Linked DNA regions of Danio rerio: region 1 is linked to region 2. A link is a contact called in public HiChIP or PLAC-seq data. All regions are on one chromosome and are shown on one strand. Each heading gives the region's core, a stretch centred on a gene start, on an enhancer-like site or on the middle of the called end of the contact. The rest is flanking DNA. Distances are from core to core; before and after follow the strand shown.

Evidence for each region. HiChIP or PLAC-seq counts read pairs in DNA pulled down with a chosen protein or histone mark.
Region 1: an H3K4me3 HiChIP or PLAC-seq map of gastrula embryo shows a contact between it and region 2, with 2.2 times the contacts expected there. The contact joins the promoter of tmeff2a here to the promoter of nabp1a in region 2. A contact is called at or near these places in 1 of 18 Hi-C or Micro-C datasets (an unstated tissue) and 1 of 4 datasets of contacts at active chromatin or transcription factors (gastrula embryo).

Annotation. Positions count from the first base shown.
Region 1 is chr9:26,031,961-26,038,400 of GRCz12tu, reverse strand. tmeff2a (transmembrane protein with EGF-like and two follistatin-like domains 2a) reads left to right here and starts at 2,253. Exons shown (of 10, transcript NM_001128365.1): 1 at 2,253-2,436. The coding sequence starts at 2,253.
Region 2 is chr9:25,838,367-25,843,985 of GRCz12tu, reverse strand. It overlaps nabp1a (nucleic acid binding protein 1a), which reads left to right and starts at 3,715. Exons shown (of 6, transcript NM_001008643.1): 1 at 3,715-4,022; 2 at 4,253-4,391; 3 at 4,556-4,627; 4 at 5,361-5,445. The coding sequence starts at 3,929. trnas-cga (transfer RNA serine (anticodon CGA)) reads left to right here and starts at 1,982; the gene lies at 1,982-2,063.

The DNA.
Region 1 (6,440 bases), core at 1,004-3,503, 200 kb before region 2:
TGTTGGAATGACAAATGATGACAGCCCCCCAAAAAAGCAGTGACCAAGAAGGAGAGTGGTGAGGGAGGACACCAAGAGACAGATGACAGCTCTAAAGGAATTACAGGCTGAGTTGAGAGAAACTTTCTGCATTTAACAACTATTGTGCAGGTGCTTCATGACAATGATTTGCTGACAGCTATTATTTGACATCTTGGCTACAGATTGCCAGAAGGCATTTTGGAGAATTATGGAAAGCTCAGTAGTCTAATGAGCCCTAAGCACCATGCAGATTTCAACTGAGGATATACAGGTTGGTGTAAAAAGGCAGTCCTTTATGAGCTGACAGAGACCTTTCTGCAGATACCCAATATTGTAATTGCTTCTACAGTTGCATAATAAATAAACACAGGCCATCTTTATAACTGCAATATTGTTTATACAATACAAACATATTTTTTTAATCTATCTATGGTATAAAACATTGGTCAACATAACTCAAACTATTACAAAACGTTTATTAAACAATTTGTTTGAGTACTGTAAAATCTCAATTTCCACTTAATATTGAACTAAATCAGGATTAAACTTAATTTCTACATACAGCAAATCTATCTGTCAACACTTTGTTCAGGTATTGTTGGTGATCCTGTCATTTATTCACACTTTACATGATTGAAAACTTTGTGAGAAACACACACACACACACACACACACACACACACACACACACACACACACACACACACACACTAATGCTACTACTACACTGTAAAAAAATGATCAATTAGACAGCATATGTTTTTAGTTCATAGTAATATATTTAACTAAGTTAATCATGTTCTAACTTAATTTTATAAGTTATGCCAGCTGTTTTAAGTCAATTTAACACAATATAAGTTCAAAAGACTAATAAGGTTAATTTTATTCAGCTTAAAAATTTAAGGCAAACGGGATATTTTTATAATGTACTTGTACGCATTATATTTTGTTATATAGCCTAAACCGTTTTTTTGTGTGTTTGAATGATGTTTTGGTCGTGCGCCTTTGCGTGCCTGGGCGCAATTAAACTAAACTTTGGCTACTGTTTTTTCGTGTTAAGTACAATTACAGCACTAAGATAAAATTGTAAGTGAGAAATAAGAAAAGATTTAGAAATAAAAAGGCGTTTAAATGTGAAAAAAGGGCAATAAAACGCATGCAAGCGAGCTTCATTCAGCTATATCCAAACGAGACATGCAAGTGGTGGTTGAGAGGTAGTGCGTTATCTATAACGCTTTGTGAAAGTAGCTTCTTATGGGAAGCGTCATGTCGTTAAATGTCGTCAAAATGCCATCTGAACTGTTCAGCTCGCACTCATATTCATTTCCAACGCCGCGAGCGTTTTCAAGCACACACAGTCGAGTCGTGAACTCCGCCTTGTCTCTCTGTTCTCTTCATCCTCCGATTTAAGACTTTTGTTTAGGACACCGGGATCATTTCACAACATAGCAAGTTTCCGATCGATTTCTGCTGCCATCGTGCTCAGAGCAGCAGTGCTCAATTACTGGGAGGACTTTCTCGGCATGGTCCTTCGCCCACGCGTTTGCAAAGCAAAGCCCTGTTAAAGTGGACTACGGGATACACTGTTCTACACTGGCCGTCGATATGCTCGCGCTGGACCATCGCCTCGCTCCTGACACTCCTGCATCCCTGTCCACCAATCAGAGCCGCGGCATCGTCCCGCCCCTCCCGACTCCTCGAGGACACGTGATCTGAAGCGGTCTGGAAACCTGCCGCTTGCCTTCAGTGCGTTATTGTGGTTCACAGGTACAGAGGAATGGCCCTCCGCGAGACTCTGACAAACTCACGGCTCTGCGCGAGCGCACGGACTGAGGACGCAGGACAGTCTCTCTAACCGGCGCTTCGGTGGATGTTGTAACTTCGGCATGTCACTCGAATGGGATATATGATTTTTGCCCCATTTGTGGTTCTCAAGCCCCCCTTGGCGTATTTTTATTTTTGCCTTGATTTCTGAGCATCTCGCTTACCCACTTTCCTCCCGATACCATCCCCTCCCCTGTCATCGCACCCAGACCTCTCTCATTCCGCATCTGCACCCTCTCGCTTCGGGCGGATCCTCGCTCTTGTCATCCAGAAACAACTGCTTCATGGGGCACATTCCCACCGTCGGAAAATGTCCCTTACTTGGCATTTAAGCGCACCCGCAAAGTTGACAACATTGGGACACGGGCAGTCGTTGCGCGTCTGTGAGCTGTGTTGGGGGAACTGAGATGGGTGTCTCGGTGGCGGCGGCCCTACACGAGCCCCGAAGTCCGCACCAGTGGAGCCGGATAGTGGGACACTGGGTATGGATTGCAGTCTTGTCCTTTCTCGCCACTTTCCCGGTGCAACAACTTGGTGCGTTCCCGTCCTCTCTCAGCGACTGTCAGACTCCAACTGGATGGAACTGCTCGGGTAAGATGTTCAAGTAGCGCTGAAAGGAAAACGGTTTGACGTTTCCTTGGCTACGGAAAACGGCTGTTTATCATACAAGTCGCATAAGTTACAGACCTAAAATAATGTGTGGTGATGCACGCTTTTGCGGTTCACTGCTGCTAGAAAGATGCTGAAGAGCTGCTTCAGGCAGTCTCCTGCGGGTCTATTTCCGTTACGGTGTAAATAGTTATTTGTTTTCATATTTGACATCTTTTCAAATCGTGCGCTATTGATAGTCTCAATGCCGTAAATAATACATCCCAAGTTAATATTCACCTGAAATGACAGTTGCATGCCGTCGATGTAATCGCTGTTCACTGCAGTAAAGTCGAAACTGTCTGTTATGGTTTTGGATGAGCTATATGGCACGTTCTTGTTCACAGGGATGAAACAATGTTCAGTTTACTAACAGTCGCTGATGCAACATTTCATAAGTGATCAGCTTTTCAAGTTTATTATGTTCAAAAGAAAACAGATAGTTTATCATTAGCTTCTAATGATCCTAAAAACACACACACACAGGATGATAAATGGCTAGTTCATATCTGTAACGTTATCTAGATGTTTATTCTCATTTAGACAGTCTGAACCAGCCTTGTTGTTTTCTGGTTTAAAAAACAACGCTTGTTTACGTGACCACGGTTGTGTTTTTAACTTTTTATGTAGATGAAAATGACACAACAAACATCCACAGGTGCCCACTATGTTTTGCATCAGTACATGTAACATAAAAAAGTCATTCACACTGGCAGAATTTTACAATATAGCCTAATTTGTTTATAAAAATAGTTTTACATGATGTGTTTTAGCATTAAGCTGACTATGCTGCGCTAACGAACAAGTATTATTTAAATTGAAAATGTTTCACTCTGAAATACTCCATCATATTATTGGCAACAATTGCATAGAGTCGGCAGAATAATCTGCGAGCATCAGTCCACTGTAGACTCGGATATTAAGTGGGTTTTGATTTGGATTGCGGTCGACCTCTCACCCTCACTGTCAGAGCGCCGTTCAGATGATTGCGGATGCACGTGAAATAATCATCAAGCGCGCCCCGAGGCGGGAGAGACGCGCGGAACTCGCTGCATACTTGTTCTCAGTTTCCCGCCGTGGCGCCTGACTATCAATCAGCAGGTCACCGTGGGCAATTAGGTGTCGTTCCAAAACGTCTATCCTTGCCTCTTGCTTGCACTTTGTGTATACAACTCATGTTAATGGCATGCAGGAGACGTGGGAAGCTCTACCACAGGCATGTCTGAGGGCCACTTTAGTGTCTTCGTGATTTACAAAAAGAAGTGTTGATAATGTAGGATGTATTCCCCCTGTAAATCCTTAACACTGTCATACTGCCATCGCTGAGCAATAAACAGAACATTAATTGGCAGAATCAAGCATGTTTGCTGATAATGGTCTATTATTGTATTACTATACAGACAGTGTTTTTAATTATAAAGTGAGTTTATATAGCTTATCTGACTGTCCTCGGTGTCACTTAAAAACCTTTAATGACAGAAATAAAAAAAGCTGCCACTGTTTTGTCACAGCTGCAAGCACTTTCTTTTACATTAAAGTAATATAAAAAATATTTTGTATTAAATAAAGGAAGTCTTAGGGTGATATAATAAAGATAAGATGAGGGCGAGTAAAGAATGGTAAGATTGACATTTTAGGTCAGCTATCACTTTAGATAATGTGTTAAGATTAATGCAAGTTTATAGACAAACACACAAACAAAAATCATCACCCATTAAGAGGGGTATCTGGGTGCGTTATGGAAAAGGGGGAAAAAATGCAGGTTCCTACTGACTGAATATAGTTTACATCTCCAGCATTATGCGCTGAACACAGCAATAATGTCCAGCAAAACAAATGCAAGCCAGCTGTTTAGTCAACAATCCTAACCTGCGGCCATTGGCAGTGGACACAACTGTTGTGAGTGCTTTTGCATTGCATCTATCTTATTACTGAAGCAATGATTTGAGTTCAGCGTCAGCTCTGTAAGCTATTTGTATCAATTTTATACAGCTGCTGCCTCAAAAATAAGTCACTGTCAGTAAGCTTTTATTTGTATTGTTCATAGATATCAATAGCTCTCTTTTAGAGACTTTTTTTGCAGCGCTGGCTCACTTGAAGGCTTTTGCATATCAGCTGCAAAGGAGGCGAGACGAACACAAGCAAAGTATGCAAGAGGAGACAGCAGACTTTTATGAATTCAAAGAGACATAACAACCAACTTTTTATAGTTCAGTTAAACTCCTAGAGGAATAGATCATTTAAACATGAAATCCTGTAATCATTTACACTCAGTAATGTCATTCCAAACCTGTATTGCTGACTTTAGAATGCAAAATTGGCATACGTGAATTTTATTTTATTATATCGTATATATCATATACGATATATATATATCGTATATCATATATATATTTATAAAGTCAGTCAAGTCCAATGTTGTTTGTACATTTTCAAGATATGGTATATTGTGTTCCATAAAATAATATTATTTATGCTGATTTATAAGACAAGAGAATAAGAAAATGATCGATGACTTCATTTCAATTCTTGGCTAAAGCATTGTTTTAGTTTTAGTAAATTAGTTACAAAAACTTCAGGTTTTCAGTTACTTCATTTCTAAGGAATGGTTTAGTGTAAAAGGGAAAATTCATAACAGATTCTGTTTCTGAACAGACTCTTTTGCCTTACACCTTACAGAAATGCTAAAATAAAAAAAATAAAAAAACTGTCAACTGATAACAATATCCTGGGGTTTGAATTCCAGCTCTTTAATGGGTTGACAAGTGGTCTGATATCTCACTCACAGGAGTTGTCTACACTTCACCTTTAGAATATTTGTGTTTCTGCCAGCTTGCTTCTTTCAATTATTCACCTCACTGGCAAGGCAGAAATAACAATCTGCATCTCCCCTGATACTCTCCAGTTTGGCACATTTTGAGACATAACATTGGCTCACACTTCTCGTTTGTTTTGATAAAATTACGACACTCTCAAGGAGAGCAAGGAGACCTGCAAAACCAGGTGTTTGAGCCAAGAGAAGTTTCTTATTTCACTGCGGACGGGAGAAACAAGCAGCTGGATGTAGCACCGACAACACCCTTAATTAGGACTTTTAGCGCTCCGTTACTGATGAAGTGGAGGTTGTTAGACACTTATCATTTTCATGAAAGACTTAATAATTAGCACCATCTTATGTTTTTTTTTTTTTTTGTACTGTATGTTGTAAGGTTCCGTGCACATTCTCTAAACTGATTGCATAAATCAGCACTTCACCTTGTCACAGTAAAGCTACAGCTGCAACTTGCAACCCATTTGTTTTAAATTGCATCCATTAGCCTCTAAATAGCTTTTATGCAAAAGTGGCCAAGTCACAGGACAAATTATGCTGCTCCCAACATCCATCCCAAAGCAGTTACCAAGGTTATACTGATTATAAAGTTCTTTACTGATCTTTTTCTTAAATACTTGTTTGGATATAACTTCACCTTGGGGGGCAATATGCAAATATTTGGCCTTATTTGGGTATATAGAGTTTTCCTAAAGTCGCAATGAAGTAGATGTGCAGTGTGATGTACACTTAAGTATAATGCAATATGAACAAAAAAGGGAGTAATTGGTGCTATCAATCAGCTGTTCATTGAATTTTCGATAGTCATTCTAAGCTGTCTATTGCTGTTAAAATTAAACATATACCTAAATGTAAATGTATATAATTTCACAATAAGATTTTGTTTAAGAAAATGTTTACTTACAGTTGAAAAGTGTCTACAGAAAACTACAGAGCTGTTTGGTTTTGTTAACTTTGGAAGCATCTGTGCATACAGTGGCCATTTTTTTGGCAATTCTAATTGTATTACATGATAAACAAAAGGAATTATTAAATATTTTATTTTAATTTAAATCTTGTTTCAGAGAGGCTTGATGACTGAATTTAGTGATGTATGGACTGAACCTTCAGAAATGCT
Region 2 (5,619 bases), core at 2,466-4,965:
ATTGGAGCCAGACATGCGCAGAAGGATTGTCTGATGGAGCCAGAGGAGGAGCCGCGAAAATGAGCAGAGTCGAGCTTCCAATCAAACGCTTTATGTAAAATCAACTACGCCCCCCGAACTTCTCAGCATGCGTTTGCTGTCATATCAACACAAATGGATGTAATAACGTTAACAAATATGAGGGTTTTATATATTCAATCGCGCCAGCTCCAGGCCGCAGCGCACAACTTACTCGCGGCGTCGCGGGCTGATTCCGGCTCGCATGCGGCAGCGCCTGCTCGCTCGGCCGCCGCATCTGGCTCGATTCACTCGGACTGGAATCGGGCAGTGAGTCCAGGCATCCGGAGTAGGTCCAGCAGAGGTAACATTAGTCAGTCTGAGCTCTAAGAGATAAGTCTCCGGCAGGCGAGAATCTAGCCGGAACTGTGTTTTGCTATCTGGGTGGCTAGGCGTGTATCAGCAAACTAATAAAGCCCGAAAAAAGCCCTGAACTTAGCGAATAAACAGTGTTCCACCAGGATCATGTATGTCAGAAACTATAGTTTACTGCTGAACTCATTTTGTCATGGTAAAATAACACAGAAATCGAATAATAACATTTCAGTCTACTTCAGTCTTCTGCCGAAGCTCAGACGCCGCGCTTTGAGAAACTGTAAATCACAGCTGTCAATCACGATGACACGCCCAGCATTAAATTACTGCTAAAAACAAACTGTTTACAAAAATTAAGATCTGCACCTATTTCAGCACAATAACCAGTGCCTTAATCGACCAGAACTATCTTTCGGGACATTTTATTGCAAGTGTAATATTTTTTTTTATTTGGGCTCAAGTCTCCTTCATTAACACGGAGGAGGCGGGCTTTATGACTTGTACTGCAGCCAGCCCCCAGGGGGCGATCTAACGGCCGAAACCTTCACTCAAACGTAGGCTTGCGGCACACTTGGGCGACACACTTTGCCAGTAAAGCATTATAAAACAACTTCAGGACTCAGCCTGAGCGTGGCGCAGTGTGTTTACAATAAACGGCGTTATCCATAAAACATGTGCAATTCCTAAACGATGATGTGCTAATTAAAGGAGTTTTGTGAGCCTATAAAACCCTGTTGTTCTTCTTTTGTGTGGAATATGCGAGTTAAGATGAATTGCTCTTTTTGACAGAAAACTTCACGGTTTCTTTTCAACATCAACCACATGTGGGTTTGGTAAGCGGTCAGAAATTTCTCTGGCTTTCAGGTAGACTGAGTCAGTTTACGTCTATTGTTAAAGGATTATTGCAGTACGGAGTTAAAAATTTACACTGTGTGTGAAACATTTGTAAGAGAACTTGGATGTTATATTAGAGAAGACGCAACACAGTTTGTTGTATACCTTGCCTAAAAAATTAAGGGTTTTAAAGCGAATGCAGTGCAGAATGTAATTAATAGTCATACTTGCATGCACTTTTAATTATTTTGAATTGCCAAAACTTTTTATTCTAGGTTTACTTACAGGACTATGCTTTTTTTCAAAAGGACATTGGCATTATTTTAAATAGTCGCTGAAAAACACAAGCAAAATGTGTTTTATTCTTTTTGGGTCTAGCGAGCTTGGGTAGTTTTGACATTTTTAGCATTTTGTTGGATGCTGTCTCCACCGTGTGGCCAAATGTCGTATATATGTCAGTTTATTAACTTACGTTACTTATGATATTTAAAATTATAATTATTATAATTCTTTGAAAAAAAATCGTTTCGTTTCTATATGTAGTAACTGCATTTGCGTATGAATTATATAACGTTACCCACATAAAGTTCATGTGAAACCCGTGCTAATGCGTGTTGGTTTTACGTAAGTTGATACAAAGGTACAATTGTATTTTGTTGTGTTTAAGTGATCAAAGAATAAGAAACATTAAAAAATCAACACAAGTTTAATATCACTGTAGTGTGAAGTGCAGATAGAAATATCTATATTGAGTTTTTGTGCAGTTTAAGATGGCGTCACGGTGGCCGAGAGGTTAAGGCGTTGGACTCGAAATCCAATGGGGTTTCCCCGCACAGGTTCGAATCCTGTTCGTGACGAATTTCCTTTTTGCTTTTGTGAGCCCAAGACCTCAATAAAATTACTGTTGTTGATCTGCTATAAATGCAGAAAAGATATAATAATACACACATATAATACACACACACACACATACACATATATATAATTTTATATATATATATATATATATATATATATATATATATATATATATATATATATATATATATATATCTATATATATATATATATATATAATATATATAAAGCTGAAATTTATATATATATATATATATATATATATATATATATATATATATATATATATATATATATATATATATATATATATATATATATAAAGCTGAAATTGAGAGAATTCCTTACTATCTATATGTACCAGTCATGTTTCCACATTGACTCAGAAAGCAGATGTGAGGAATTGATAACGATACTTGTCTATAAATCCTTTAAAACATTTTAGATGTTTATTTATCTGAGGGCAAAGCGTTTAAACAACTTTTTTGATATACAGCTGGGTTCATACAGCCTTTGAAATACAGTAAAATGTTTATTTGCCAGCCATCTATCGGATTACTATGAAGGGTGATGATGCAACCCAAATACCTTTGGAAATATTTGTGAACGTGTAATCAAATCATATTACACAACGTCGACAATCGTACAAGGAAATGGAGTGTGGTTATTTCCTATCCATGTGGACACATTCTTCATCTCGTCCAATCAGAATGAGCTCAATGTAACAAGAACACGGTAGAACCCAATATTTCAGTTCATAAAGCGTTTGATCCCATGTAATACTGACGATACAGTATACCAAAGAGTGAATTATTTTCACAGTCTGTTTATGCATACATGCGTTTATTGGACTGGATTGTGAGCATTTAACAGCAACAGCGCATCTCTGAACACCCCCACGAAACGGTGCGATGGCACATTCGGGAGAATTTAAAGAACTGAACACACTGGCACGGATCAGACGCTTTGTTAGTGAGGGAGAGACGGCTAGCACTGTGAAATAGAGAGTTCCCCTCTTTTGCGACATTTCTTTTATTTTATTTGTTCGTAGGATGGCTGTGCTTCACACGTAGAATACATGCTACATTAACTTCAAAGGCCAATAGGAAGTTTCGAACTGCTCATAAGGCATAAAAAGTTAGGCAGCTACAGTTATTTCGGCTGACATCCGTTTTAAATTGATCCAAGTTTCGTCGATTTAGCCTTAAATGTGTAGCAGACACGTAATGAATGATTTTCGAAAGGAAGCTGAAATGAAGAGATGCGAGTTTAGTAGTTTGAGCAGCAGTGTGTGCGCCTGTGTCTGTATTCACTGACACCGTTTTAAACGCAGCCCGCATAATAACCGGCATCTTAATGTAAAGCGATCATTTCAACTGATATTTGGTAACTTGACGTCGTGTATTGATTTGTGTACGCTAGGCTAGCCAAAAGATCTTACAAATGTGTCTGGATGCTAACCATTTTAATCAGTGACAGACTTGAAGCGAAGTCTTTAGTTTTAAGGTTTGGAGGCGGATGAACTCTAAAATGTCCTTCAGCAAAACGAGCTAAGTGTTTTTATGCGAATAACTAGTTCGTTTTATTCGTCGAGGAGGAAATATTTCCCCTTTTTACGTCCACTCCTTTAACGTTAGCTCGATGGTCAAATAAGATAAACTAACTGCCGCCGATGTTAAGCTAGTAACACTTCGGCCTTTCTTAAAGGATCTCACAACCCACATTTATTTGCCAAGTAAAGTTTATTTAGCGAACAAACAACCCACTCAGAGCACATATTTCGTTCTAAGTTAGATCGAGAAATCCTCTCACACGGCTGTGGTATTGCTAGCCGGTGTGCTAGCATCCGCCTCAGCCCTCAGAAATGTCGAATATCTCCAACGAAGCTGTGATCTTGATTAAAGATGTTAAACCCGGATCCAAAAACCTTAATATCGTCTTTATAGTTTTGGAGATCGGTAAGTGGAGATCGGCTGCTGTGTCCCTCACGACCGTGAGTTAGCACGAGCTCAGCTAATTCCTAACAGCTAACATTTAAGGGTAACATTGCGCTCGTCTCCCGTGTTGCTTTGTGCTCCGCGTAGCTTTGATTTTCACACCTCTGCTGTCGAGTAACGCAGTTATGTGTGTGTTTTAGTAGTTTTGTAACGCTTGATAATTTACACTGAACTTTGTTGTGCACGCGCAGGTCGGGTGACGAAGACAAAGGACGGGCACGAGGTGCGCTCGTGTAGAGTGGCGGATAAGAGCGGCAGCATCGCCATCTCTGTGTGGGATGAGCTGGGCAGCCTCATCCAGCCCGGGGACATCATCCGCCTTACGAGAGGGTACGAGACGCCTCTTTACACTCTTGCTTTTATTTAGACCTCACTGGGCTGTCAGTAGATTGTCCAAGTGCTTGTTCCACTGGTCTTGTGTAAGACGTCACCACTATCAAATGTGCATGTGCAAAGAAAATAGTTCTGATTTGGCTTCATATATTTGTGTCTAGGTATGCTTCGATCTGGAAAGGGTGCCTTACACTGTATACTGGACGAGGAGGAGATCTACAGAAAATAGGAGAGTGAGTATTAAATGCATCCCTTTAAGAATTTATTCGTTTTACATTTTCATGATTCTTTTATTTCTCAACATTAATAAATAACGGTGTACTTGGCACATGAACAAATTAAAATTCACCTTTTTGTCAGTAATATAATCTACAGAGTGCATTAGTGACTGGCAACTTTTGCAGCAAGCACTGGCCCATGGCAATAAATGAAAAATCTTAATACTTGTAGTTCTGCATGTCATTGAGTGTGACAACATAAATTATTGGCTGAATCTGTAATTTCAGTGCATGTTAACAATAATAGTTTTGACTTGAGAGCATGGGCATACTCCATACAGTGTTTTAGGTGACTGCTGAATATCTGCTTTGGCACATTTTGCTATAATGCAGCACTGACTGGTGGTTTGTGTGTGTCATTATGAAATGTATTATAAACACTTTTCTTAAGTAAATGTATAAGTCTCCATTTTATTACCTAGATTTTTGTTTGTTTTTTTTGACTGAAAATTGGTCTTGGTGGGATTTCTAATAAAGATTTGTCATTAATAATCATACTGACCTGGGCAAAAGCATGTTTCGGGAGAAAATGATGCCAGCAACACTAATGTCATTGGTTTTGATTTTACAGGGATTAAATGAATTGGTAACATGTGCACCTTCTGCCAAATACATGTTTAAGTAAAAGAGACATTCAGAGGCATGTTTCCTCAGTGTTGGAGCCCTCATAGTGTAATGTCTTTCACAGATTCTGTATGGTGTATTCTGAGGTTCCAAATTTCAGTGAGCCTAATCCTGAGCTGCTAGCACAAGCTAACCAACAGAACAAGACGGTGAGCCCAGTGTTCCTGATCATACGAAATTGCTTTTCCATGTGTAAAATTTCCTCAACGTGCAGAATCATCTGCATGCCTAAAATTTGCTGCACTTATAGTGGAAAACATAAAAATGAAGGAGTCTGTAAAACAAGCTTTAGCCTTGTTTAGAACCATTTATTCTGAATGTGA